Regions from separate parts of the Zea mays genome. Here region 1 is linked to region 2. The links are chromatin contacts, called in public Hi-C maps. All regions are on one chromosome and are shown on one strand. Each heading gives the region's core, a stretch centred on a gene start, on an enhancer-like site or on the middle of the called end of the contact. The rest is flanking DNA. Distances are from core to core; before and after follow the strand shown. Region 1 holds the start of LOC100274102 (Per1-like family protein). Region 2 holds the start of LOC100217085.

Evidence for each region. Hi-C and Micro-C count contacts between places; a contact is called where the count stands out from the background.
Region 1: a Hi-C map of leaf shows a contact between it and region 2, with 8 times the contacts expected there. The contact joins the promoter of LOC100274102 here to the promoter of LOC100217085 in region 2. A contact is called at or near these places in 16 of 25 Hi-C or Micro-C datasets (bundle sheath, ear, endosperm and 5 more) and 2 of 3 datasets of contacts at active chromatin or transcription factors (leaf and seedling).

The regions. Positions count from the first base shown.
Region 1 is chr2:41,248,630-41,254,330 of Zm-B73-REFERENCE-NAM-5.0, reverse strand. LOC100274102 (Per1-like family protein) reads right to left here and starts at 2,019. Exons shown (of 6, transcript NM_001148481.1): 1 at 1,768-2,019; 2 at 1,553-1,678. The coding sequence starts at 1,656.
Region 2 is chr2:41,039,573-41,044,942 of Zm-B73-REFERENCE-NAM-5.0, reverse strand. It overlaps LOC100217085, which reads left to right and starts at 1,622. Exons shown (of 9, transcript NM_001143454.1): 1 at 1,622-1,981; 2 at 2,476-2,809; 3 at 2,947-3,099; 4 at 3,288-3,527; 5 at 3,659-3,745; 6 at 3,911-3,989; 7 at 4,220-4,326; 8 at 4,823-4,947. The coding sequence starts at 1,761.

The DNA.
Region 1 (5,701 bases), core at 770-3,269, 210 kb before region 2:
CGACGCAGATGTGTGTGCTGCCGCTGGCCTCCCTGGCAAGGCCCCTCGACGACCGGATGATAGAAGAAGCAAGAAGGTCCCCGGTCTGCTGCTGCTCTTCTTTTATTGTGTCGCCCCGCCGACTGTTGACGCTCGAACGTCTACCCCTCGAAGAACGAGGCTGCACACCACCTCGACTTCAGCTACCTCGGCATCCAGGGGCTATCATCTGCATGGAGTGCACATCGGCCTCTGCTCCAGCCGCAACACTTGCACCCTCACAGCACTGCGACTGTGAGGGATTTCAACCCGTCGGCTCCTACCTTCGGCTTATGCTCCAGTCTCATCGTTTGCGGTGCTGCCGTTGCGATTACGAGGGGAGGGTAGAGTGTGTGTTTCCTATATGTATCCGTAGCCGGGTTGGCACCACTGTTGGGCTCCCGACCCATTAGGGTTAGGGTTTATCCTGGGTCTCTATATATATGTAAATATGTAATCACTTCCTATCCAATACAACTAGGGCTTCCCTTCCATCACAACCTGGCCCAGCAAAACTCATCAAAGGTTCAGGCTTCCTTCGTGCAGTGTTTTTATCAGGCACAATGCTCAAGCCTCAAAAGCCTAGTAATGTAATGGACACAATATACAAGTCATAGGGTCAAATTCAATAAATTCAAAACTTATTGCATTCTCACAAATAGTACTCCCTCTGTCCGAAATTGTAAGTTGCTTTGGCTTTTCTAGGTACACTAGATATATGCCTGTGTACTGCACCATGGCCATAAACCTCAGTAATTGGATGCGGACGTGAGATCTGGTTTTCGTATCGAAATTGGGTAGGACGACAACACATGAGCTGTGAATGAAGGATGATTCATATCGAACACGGACACATGAGCAAGGATCAAGATTTGGTGTCACCAAGAGATGACGTCAGAGTCTTTTTAGGTGTAGAGATAGCAAGTTTAGTTCATAATATGTCATCAAATCCAAATAAGACATAATTAACCAAATTCTTATTTCCAAGTTGATGTTGTAATGTTTGCTAGGATCCTAGAACCAACTCGTTGTTACAAAATTACACACCAGGCAATCAAGTTGTTCTAGTAAAGCTCATGCCTTATTGCTTCACATCTCGTCTCATAAGACACTGATACATGTTCCACTTGGCATAGAAAGCAAGTGTTAACTTAATCAAATGACCGTTTGCCGCAGAGATTCAGCTGTGCGCGTGTGATCTATTTTGAGGGACCCTATTTCAAATTGATATATTACTATGCAGCAAACTAGCTAGCATGGGAGTAGTCATCAGCCACATTCAAACGGTAACACACTAACACATCATTATCTTTACATGTCATAAACAGACCATAGATGTTATGTCCTGTCCAAGATTTACCGGATTAACAATAACAACAGTGGGACTATGAAATCGGAAATCCTCCTACAAGAATCTAGATCAAGCAGGGTTTTGCTTCATGTCTTGAGCAACAGAAAATAATCGGTGCATAACTAATTAGTACTGCTGGAGACAAGTAGAGATTGAGGAGAGACACACAGAGATGCAGCTCACCTGTAACGCGGATCAACATCCCCGAGGCTGGCCTCGACGGAGCCGAGCACCAAACCAAACGCAAGAAGGGAAGCCAACGGAACCGCCCAGACGCTTCGACCCATCGCAGCGGACGCGGCCAGGGTCCTGTGAAATCCTAGTGAAATCAGGAAGAATACCCAGGAGGCCAGGACATATAGCGGACGGAGCAAAAGTAAGCAAATCAGGGTGCTTACTGGAAATGGCAACCCAGATCTCCACCTCTACGGCTCCACGGAGCACAATGGTTACACAATAATAGTACGAACAAAATGGATTGCGCAGGCAGGACCGGTGGCCAGCTTCCCGCGGAGCAAGGGGGCAATTGAGCGGCAAAGAAGGAAAGAGGGAATTCAATGTCGGTCGACCTCCACTCCGCGCGCCGGCCGGCCAAGGAAAGGGGAGCAGGACGAGGGAGAATCAGGATGGATCATGGATGACCTCCTGAGTACCTGACCACCAGCTCAAGAGATAGCCCCAGCTCTGCCCCCGAGTCCCGACGAGGCGGCGCGCAGCCGCTGACTGCTCACTGCTGACCAGGCGACCAGGGGTGCGAGATCGCCTGCTCGACTGTACGTGGGCTGGGCCGCCGGAGTAGACTGGCTGTGACAACGATGGGGCCCCGCCGTCTCGTTTCAGCCTAGTCCAAACCTCCTTCAACCGGGAAAAGAATCCATAAACTGCTACATGGAACGACCATAAACTGCTACATGAATTGATAAACGGAATAATGGTTAGAAATAAAAACTACAGCTCTCTCGAAGCAAGATGCACAAGGTTATCCCTGTAGTGATTTCATTTAACCTTTATCTTCATTAGATATCCCATCATATTAACAAGTATGATGACACGAAGATTCATAAGGAGAGAGAGAAAGAGAGTTTATAGAAGGTGATAGAGTTTTTTATATGAAACTTATGATGTATAGTTTTATAGACAAAAAAATGATGTGACGTTTTTGAAACGGTTCAATAAAAGTCTGCACCAATGGGAAGAATAGTATAATAGAGACAAGTAATTTATTATAAGTTAAATTGTAAAAGTCAAATTATTCAATAAATGTTTTCTAGTATTTTTTTAAAAAAAATATGTAGCACTAAAGTTTGCCCATTTCGTTGACGTTTTTTATCCAAACATCAATGATCTCTATATCGCGCTCTCGAAGAATGAGATCTTGGGGACCTCTCTGCGAGGAGCCAGACGATTCGTGATAGGTCACCAGACGATCCGCGGTTGAACACCAGTTCGTCCGTCGTGGAGCAGATAACTACACTCTTCTTTGTAGGTACACGGACCGTCTGCATGTAGACGGCGGACCGTTCGGGATGGCGCAGAGGGCTTCATGTATAACCTAGATCTCGCCTTCCAATAGAGACCCTATAGAAGAGGAACAGTTTCCCATAGGTCATTACGATAACCATGCAAGAGTTAAGAACTCCAGCCTAAATTAATCTAATCGCGGACTGTTCGGGCTACTCTTACAGACTGACCGGGCCACAACGTCGGATTGTCCGATCGTCCATGTGCCAAATTCCTTCCTTTATATTCTCATCCGCTCTCGGGTTACGATGTCCTATGCGCCACCCTGCGGTTGGACCGTTACAGAGTGGACGGTTGACGCCGACCCGTTAGTGATAGGGTAGGTGATGCGGACATCAACACCAACACGAGCACATCTACACCAGCAGCACCTTCTCTAGCCCAGGCGCCACCCCTTCCACCTGGGCCAGTGACTCGGGCCCGTGCAAGAGAATTGAACTACATCATGTTGTTAAAGAACGAAGGCCCGGAAGAATAGACGACCAGCCCAATTGCGGCCCATAATGGACGACCTAGGGTTGGCCGCCCCTAGGGGCTGCGCCCCCTCTCTATTTATTCAGGAGCTGCGCCTCCTTTATTTTCGGAGTTTTGTTTTACGTTAGCCTTAGCTACTCTCGAACACGCGCAAATCTGCGCTGTCTTCGTGTATTCAGAACTCCACCCTCGAGTAATAGATTAGATTGCTCGCATCTTGTTCTTGTTCGTTCTTCGATTGCGCACAGGAAACGATCTTCGTGATCAGGCCGATCTCGCATCAGCAAGGTCGGTAACCACAGGGAGTTGGTTCAGCGATTGCATTGGCGCCTCGGGCTTGCTCGTCGTAGTCGGATCGCAAGGGCCATCTTCCGCCAAATCGGAATTATCTCTACTCGCCGAAAGATCGGGCACCTCAGCTACATCAATTGGTATCAGATTTCCAGGTTGATCGGTGAGTTTATCGAGCGTTTTTTTTCCTACAGTCCACAAAACCACATAAAAATTCAGGTTAGATCTTATCCCAGCACCCTTTTGAGCCTCGCACTTTCTTTCAATAATCTGCATTGTTGAATTTGTGTGCTTTCGCGTTTCCTTGTTGCTGGTTGCATTGTGTTCTTCCACCATTCAAATCCTAGCGCCGCCACCATCTCCCGTTTGATCACGCCACAAACCGAGTCAACATCGTCTCCTTGTTTTTCTCCTTCGGTTACGTCAAAAAGAAAACAGAAAAAACAAACCGAGTCAACAGCCGTTTCCTTGATTTTCTCCTTCGGTTACGAAAAAAAACAGAAAAAAAACAAACCGAGTCAACGACCGCTTCCTTGTTTTTCTCCTTCGGTTACATAAAAAAACAAAAACAAAAAAAAGAAAACGAAGGAGAAAGGATACGGTTGTTTCATCCCGGTAGTTTTTAAAACATAACTTGAGGTACCTTCCGTAAACCGGGCATAACTTTTCGCTCGGGTGTCCAAAAAATCTGAAATTTTTACAGGAGCTTGTTGACACCATTCTGAGCCCGGCCAAACTCACCTTTGGTCTGTTTGGTTTCGACAAAATTGTCAAAAAAATTCAGGAAAATAAAGAAAAAAATTCGTCAACGTTCTCGCACGCTTTTCAGAGAACTTCCTGATTTTCTATAGACCACATCTGATATCTGTTTTAGGTGAAACTGCGTATAGCTCCTATCTTGTTGCTTCTTGTGCTGAGAAAAATATCAAAAAAATTATACAAACAAAGAAAAACAAAATCACCTGTGATTTCTACTAGTGCCTTTTTGGCATCACTAGTACAATATTTACGGTACTGCCATTCTGCTAGTTCCATCCATCCTTTGCACCTGTGGCCAGCAATATAGTTTCGTGTTTTGCACTATAATTCAACTTTGCATTATTGTTTGATCGTGCTAATCCTTGACTTGAGTGCAGCCTACCCACAACTCCACATATTTCTACGACGAGCAGGTTTCTGTTTCTCCACGCAATCGCTCATCCAATCTTTCACCGGTTCCACCTGTTGATTGCAGTTCACCACTGTGGCTTGGTAAGAACGGATAAGAACTTGATAACAGCACTAGTGTGAGCGCCTTGTGAGCAGTACACCCCTGTTTTTGTCGTTGGTTTTTCTCCTTTTGGTGTTTTGGTGTTTGCGCTAACTATGGCAGGAGCACACGACATGGTGGATGCCCAGTTGCAGGAAGTAAGGGGACAAGTTGATGGACTTGCTGCTGACATTAGGACGATGCATTAACGGCTTGATTCAACGATCACTTCGACGACCGAGCGTTTCAACCAACTTGACCTTGCTCAAACGGCGACTCGCACCACACTCGACACCATCCTGGCACGCCTTGATGCATTGACCACAAAGATGGAGCAGGAATACGGCGGTGACACTGAGCAGGACGATGGAGATCGCCGTGGTCGTGCACGTCGTGTGGTTCGACATCCCCCTAATGACTTATTTTCTAAGATTAAATTTAAAATTCCATCTTTTAATGGTAAATATGATCCTGTTGCATATCTTGATTGGGAATTAGAGGTAGAACAGATATTTTCATGCCATGATATTCCTGCTAATAGCCAAGTGAAGGCTGCCATTAGTGAATTTACTGATTTTGCTTTAATTTGGTGGCGTGAGTATAAACAAAAACTTCCCATTAACAGTGTCATTACTTGGACCCAATTAAAAACTGCCATGCGCCACAGATTTGTTCCTTCCTATTATGCTCGTGATTTGCTTAACAAAATGCAGCGTTTTCAACAAGGTTCACAATCTGTTGAGGAATATTACCAGGAGTTGCAAAAGGGTATGCTTCGTTGTGGTTTGGTTGAGTCA
Region 2 (5,370 bases), core at 373-2,872:
ATGTGAAACAAAAAAAGTCACCTACGTGCGGTGTGGGTAGGGGCGGTACGTAATGGATCACGATTCATTTGAGTCCTTAATAAATTTTAGTATAATATTAAACAAAAATAGGGCTCGATCTTAATATGGCTCGATCCTAAAATTTTATAGCGTAAAATTGAGAACCCAGTACCATCATAGGTGTGGGACATGTACATAGAACAAGATCAGTGGATACTTTGGTTGTTACTGTGTAACTGTGTTACAGCACCCTTATATGCGAGGTTCCACGGGAGCCATTGATTTCGTCATAGAGAGGCACACATTGACCTAGGACGATGCGATTGTACTTGCACGAGGAGTAAATTGACCATCAACGGGGAATAACATAATAATAAGAAAAAGAAACACATCTACTATAGAATGGAACAAAAAGAAACACGACGCGTCCCAATATATACATTGACTGCGATCAAGGTAGCCCATTTATACAGCGCCAACAAGGAGTAGAATTCACGGTAGGTACGTACACGTACACGTACGGAATGTACGTATGTAGTATTTCAACTTGTTTTTATTACAGTGGCTTTAATTTGTGCATCCTGGAGAATCTCAAAGTTACCAATCTTAAAATTTGCTTAACTTTTAACAATGTGTACCAGGGAGGGCTTGAGCACCGCAGCCCTATGCTATGCACCTGCGCTCCCAATACTAGTCGGAGTAGACTAGTAGGAGTAGATTTTCTGTCTCTCTCACACACTCTCTATGCCTGCGTGTTTGACTGCACCTCAGCCAGCCTAGATGCTAGGCTACTCACGCTGGACCATCCTCCTATAGTCCTAGCTATAGCCCCCCCTCCATGATAAAAGCTACCTACGCTTGCGTTACTGTGCTCTACTGCGCCACTGTGTGGTAATTTGGCAACAGTAAAATCAGAGATCATACGAGGGTTTTTCTTTTAGCTAGGGCTTGTCCGGGAGCCACGGGATCGAGGTCAGTTAGAATTCCTCGTTATTTACTCCCTCCAGTTTCCTATTAGTTGTCGTTTTGGATAAGGTTCGAGTCAAATTTATAAAATTTTAACTACAAATAACTATTTTATTATTTAGTTTTGGAACCTAATATTTATATGCATCAATTTGTCATAAAAAGTACTTTTATAAAAGTATAAATGTATTAAGAGTTCATTTGTATTTTAACAAAAAACATTGGTCAAAGTTATATTTTGAAGACCGTGTCGTTGTCCTAAACGACAACTAATAGGAAACCGGAGGGAGTAAAATTCAATAGTGTGAGATTTTAACCCCTGATCAATCCACTCCATTACTTTTACTTTAAACAAGGGTTTATAGAGAAAGAGGGAAAAGAACACTAAGGGCTAGTTTGACAACTTTACTTTCCAAGTGATTCTATTTTTTAAAGAGAAAAATAAACTAATTTCTTTTAGAAAAATAAAAATCTCTTGAGAAAATAGGCTGCAAAACTAGCTCTAAATAAATAATTAACTAAACAAATGAAAAGAAGGCGGCTAAAAGAAAGGAAACAAAAGGCAGCCTTATTTTCCCCCTTCTCTCTCCTTCCCCTGCCTTCTGCTACTATATAGCTCCCCCTCACCTTCCGTTCTAGAGAGAGAGAAGGGAGAGGCGAGGGAGCTCACCAGGAGAGAGGGGCCTGTGTGAGCATTGAGCAAAGCAAACGAAGCAGTACATACATCTCTCGCTCGCAGAGGCCCGGCCGGCCGGCTCCATGCAACAAGGGACGACGAGCGGTGGCGGTGGGCGATGATGATGATGATGGCGGGGGAGCACGTGCTGGCCGCTCTGGCCACCCTGCTTCTGGCCTCGCTCCTGACCCTGGTGCTGAACCACTTCCTGCCCTTGCTTCTGAACCCCAAGGCCCCCAGGGGAAGCTTCGGGTGGCCGCTCCTCGGCGAGACGCTCAGGTTCCTCACGCCGCACGCCTCCAACACGCTGGGCGGCTTCCTCGAGGATCACTGCTCCAGGTACACTGTGATACTAGTGCCGTTTGCCGCGCGCGCCGGCCGGCCCGGCGGCCCTTTTTTTCCCCCTTTCTTTTTTACCTTTTTCCACCGTCCGTGCCCGTGTTCCATGCACACGGACGGCTCCTAGCTGACTAGCCAACCGGCCGGCCATATGAGATGGATGGATGGATGGATGGATGGATCGATCGATCGGTCTTGTTACCGTGCAATTAAGTATCGCGCCATTATTTCATGTGACAGCAAAAGGTGACGCGCTGCCCGCCGGCCGCTGTCATGTCTAAGCTAGCAGCAGCAGCCTTTTTTCTCACGGTTTTGTTCTTGGGTCGTTCCGAGACCGGGACGACAGTAGTCTGATCTGATCTGAGAGAGTAGTAAAAAAAGAGGAGAAAGTAAACAACGGCGCTCGACGATAGATTTTACTTACATGCATGCATGCATGCATGGTCCTACTAGCAGCTAGCTAGCTAATGGCAGCATGCATTGTTGATATGCAGGTATGGGCGGGTGTTCAAGTCCCACCTGTTCTGCACCCCGACGGTGGTGTCCTGCGACCAGGACCTCAACCACTTCATCCTGCAGAACGAGGAGCGGCTGTTCCAGTGCAGCTACCCGAGGCCGATCCATGGCATCCTGGGCAAGTCCTCCATGCTCGTCGTCCTGGGCGAGGACCACAAGCGCCTCAGGAACCTCGCCCTCGCCCTCGTCACCTCCACCAAGCTCAAGCCCAGCTACCTAGGCGACATCGAGAAGATCGCGCTGCACGTCGTCGGCGCATGGCGACGGCACGGCGGCGTCAGGGTCGTCGCATTCTGCGAGGAGGCAAGAAAGGTTCGTCATGTTGCCTCTGCATCAATCTTTTTGCCATGGAGACTCTGTTTGACTTACCAGGATCGTTTCGTTTTCCTTTCCTATTTCCTCTGGGCCGGCCGCGCGTGTCCTCTGCTCTGTCCTTGAGAAAAGCACAGTTCGCATTCAGTGTGATAGTGAAGCAGGTGCTGGGGCTGTCGCCAGAGGAGCCGGTCACTGCAAGGATACTCGAGGACTTCCTGGCCTTCATGAAGGGCCTCATCTCCTTCCCCCTCTACATCCCAGGGACCCCATATGCCAAGGCTGTCCGGGTAATCATCCGCCACCATGTGTCTTTAGTAGCACATGCCATGCTTGCTTGCTTGCTTGCGTTCGTAAAGAGCATCCATGATCCATCTCTTCATTAGTATATGCGTACAATACATACATAGACACACACTATGCTTACATGTACATAACCGTGGCTACGTTTATTTTGTTGCGTAAATCCCAACGGCAGGCGAGAGAGAGGATATCCAGCACTGTGAAGGGCATCATCAAGGAGCGGAGGAGCGCTGGGTCATGGAACAAGCAGGGCGACTTCCTTGACGTGCTGCTGTCAAGCAACGAGCTATCTGACGAGGAGAAAGTGAGCTTTGTGCTGGACTCCCTGCTGGGAGGGTATGAGACCACCTCGCTCCTCATCTCCATGGTCGTTTATTTCCTTGGCCAGTCTGCTCAAGATCTGGACCTGGTTAAGGTAACGATAGTAATAATCATAATGTTTAATAATAATATCACTGTGAAAGCACAGCACAGCACAGGCACATCTTTTTTTTTTGTGCTGGTTTGGCATCATCAATAAATTATAAGCTATCCATGAACATGCAGAGGGAGCACGACAGCATAAGATCCAACAAAGGCAAGGAGGAGTGCTTGACTTCAGAAGACTACAAGAAGATGGAATATACCCAACAAGTGAGATAGATGACCATTCATTCAATCAATATATACATGATGCTAGTAGTATTAGAAATGGAAGTAGTAAATATGATAAATTTTTATTTCTGTGCTGTAAGTATGCTGCAGTATGTGGAATAGAAATGTTGTTGTCATTCATGCCCTTCACCTTCTTGATCGCAGGTCATCAACGAGGCGCTGAGATGCGGCAACATCGTCAAGTTCGTCCACCGGAAGGCGCTGAAAGACGTCAAATACAAAGGTGATGTAGCTAGATGAGCCCCCCGGCCCCAGTCCTGCTCCTGCATCGAGAGACTTTCGCTGCAGATTCCATCTGTGCTCATCACATGACAGTGGATCAGGCAGAGGGGATGGCCGCGCCTTTAAGCCTGATTTTTAAGCGATTGTTTTATGCCCAGAATAACCTCCTATAGCTTTTGCTAAACGAAGATGCTCAAAAAGCAAGTGGCTCTGCCTTTTGCTCTGTTGCAGAGTATCTGATTCCATCTGGCTGGAAGGTCCTACCGGTCTTCACTGCCGTTCATCTGAACCCCTCACTTCATGGAGACGCGCAGCAGTTTCAGCCCTGTAGGTGGGAGGTACGCTGCGCTCCCTTCTCAGGAGCTCAGACTCCTTCCTCATTACTACTGTTCTGCACTTGCCATCTAACTATAACGGCAATGATCCAATCATCCATGTTCCATGAATAGTGAAGGTTACCTTTGTGATAATATATATGGTGCTACTTAATCAAAACTGAATGAAATAATAGGAATCAAAGGCAGAGAACCTATCAAACAAGCTTATCAGGGGCTTTTGCTCTTAGGGAATCTTCTTTAAAGTGTGCACTCTAACTAATTGCTACCTTTAGTTAGTGTGTGTCCATCTGTGACATAGTTACTCTCAACTGTTCTGGTATGTTCAGATGGCAAGCATGCTGCCTGATGTAGTGCTTGTTGGTTGTTAATGGTCCTAACCATGATTCCGTTCGTTGAAAGCCAGCCCTCTGGGCTTTGCTCCGATTTTTTTTTTCTTCTTCAATGATGTTCATGGTCTCATTAATTTTGTGTGACTCATCTGATTGATGTATACCAGGGCACAAGCCAAGGGACAAGCAAGAGGTTTACACCGTTCGGTGGTGGCCCCCGGCTCTGCCCAGGATCAGAGCTCGCTAAAGTGGAGACTGCTTTCTTCCTCCATCACCTTGTCCTCAATTATAGGTAAATAAACAAAGGACGGTGTTATTAGTCCTAACTGAGTTGGTGGATTTTTGGCAAACCAAAGCACGGTACACCTGAACATCATGCAAAATTCTAACCAAACCTAAGGAAATCTTGTGGCAGGACAGACAGTGTTAATCCACATGCTAGGAAGTAATGGCAACAAGGTTATGACAGCACTGTTAAATGGAAAATATATTATGAGGAAAAAATGAACAAGGACTCACAATATCGAGATTGATAGTGTCCAACTAGTAAGAAAAACTATAGCAAGTGATGGCAACAAGGTTACGATAACAACTGGCCTCTCTAATTTATGTTTTTGTCAACAGGGACCACAGGTCTCAAAATAAATGTTTAACTAATTTTGGATCCAGGACTGTAGAGCATATATATCAGAAGATACCATACAGTACAAATATG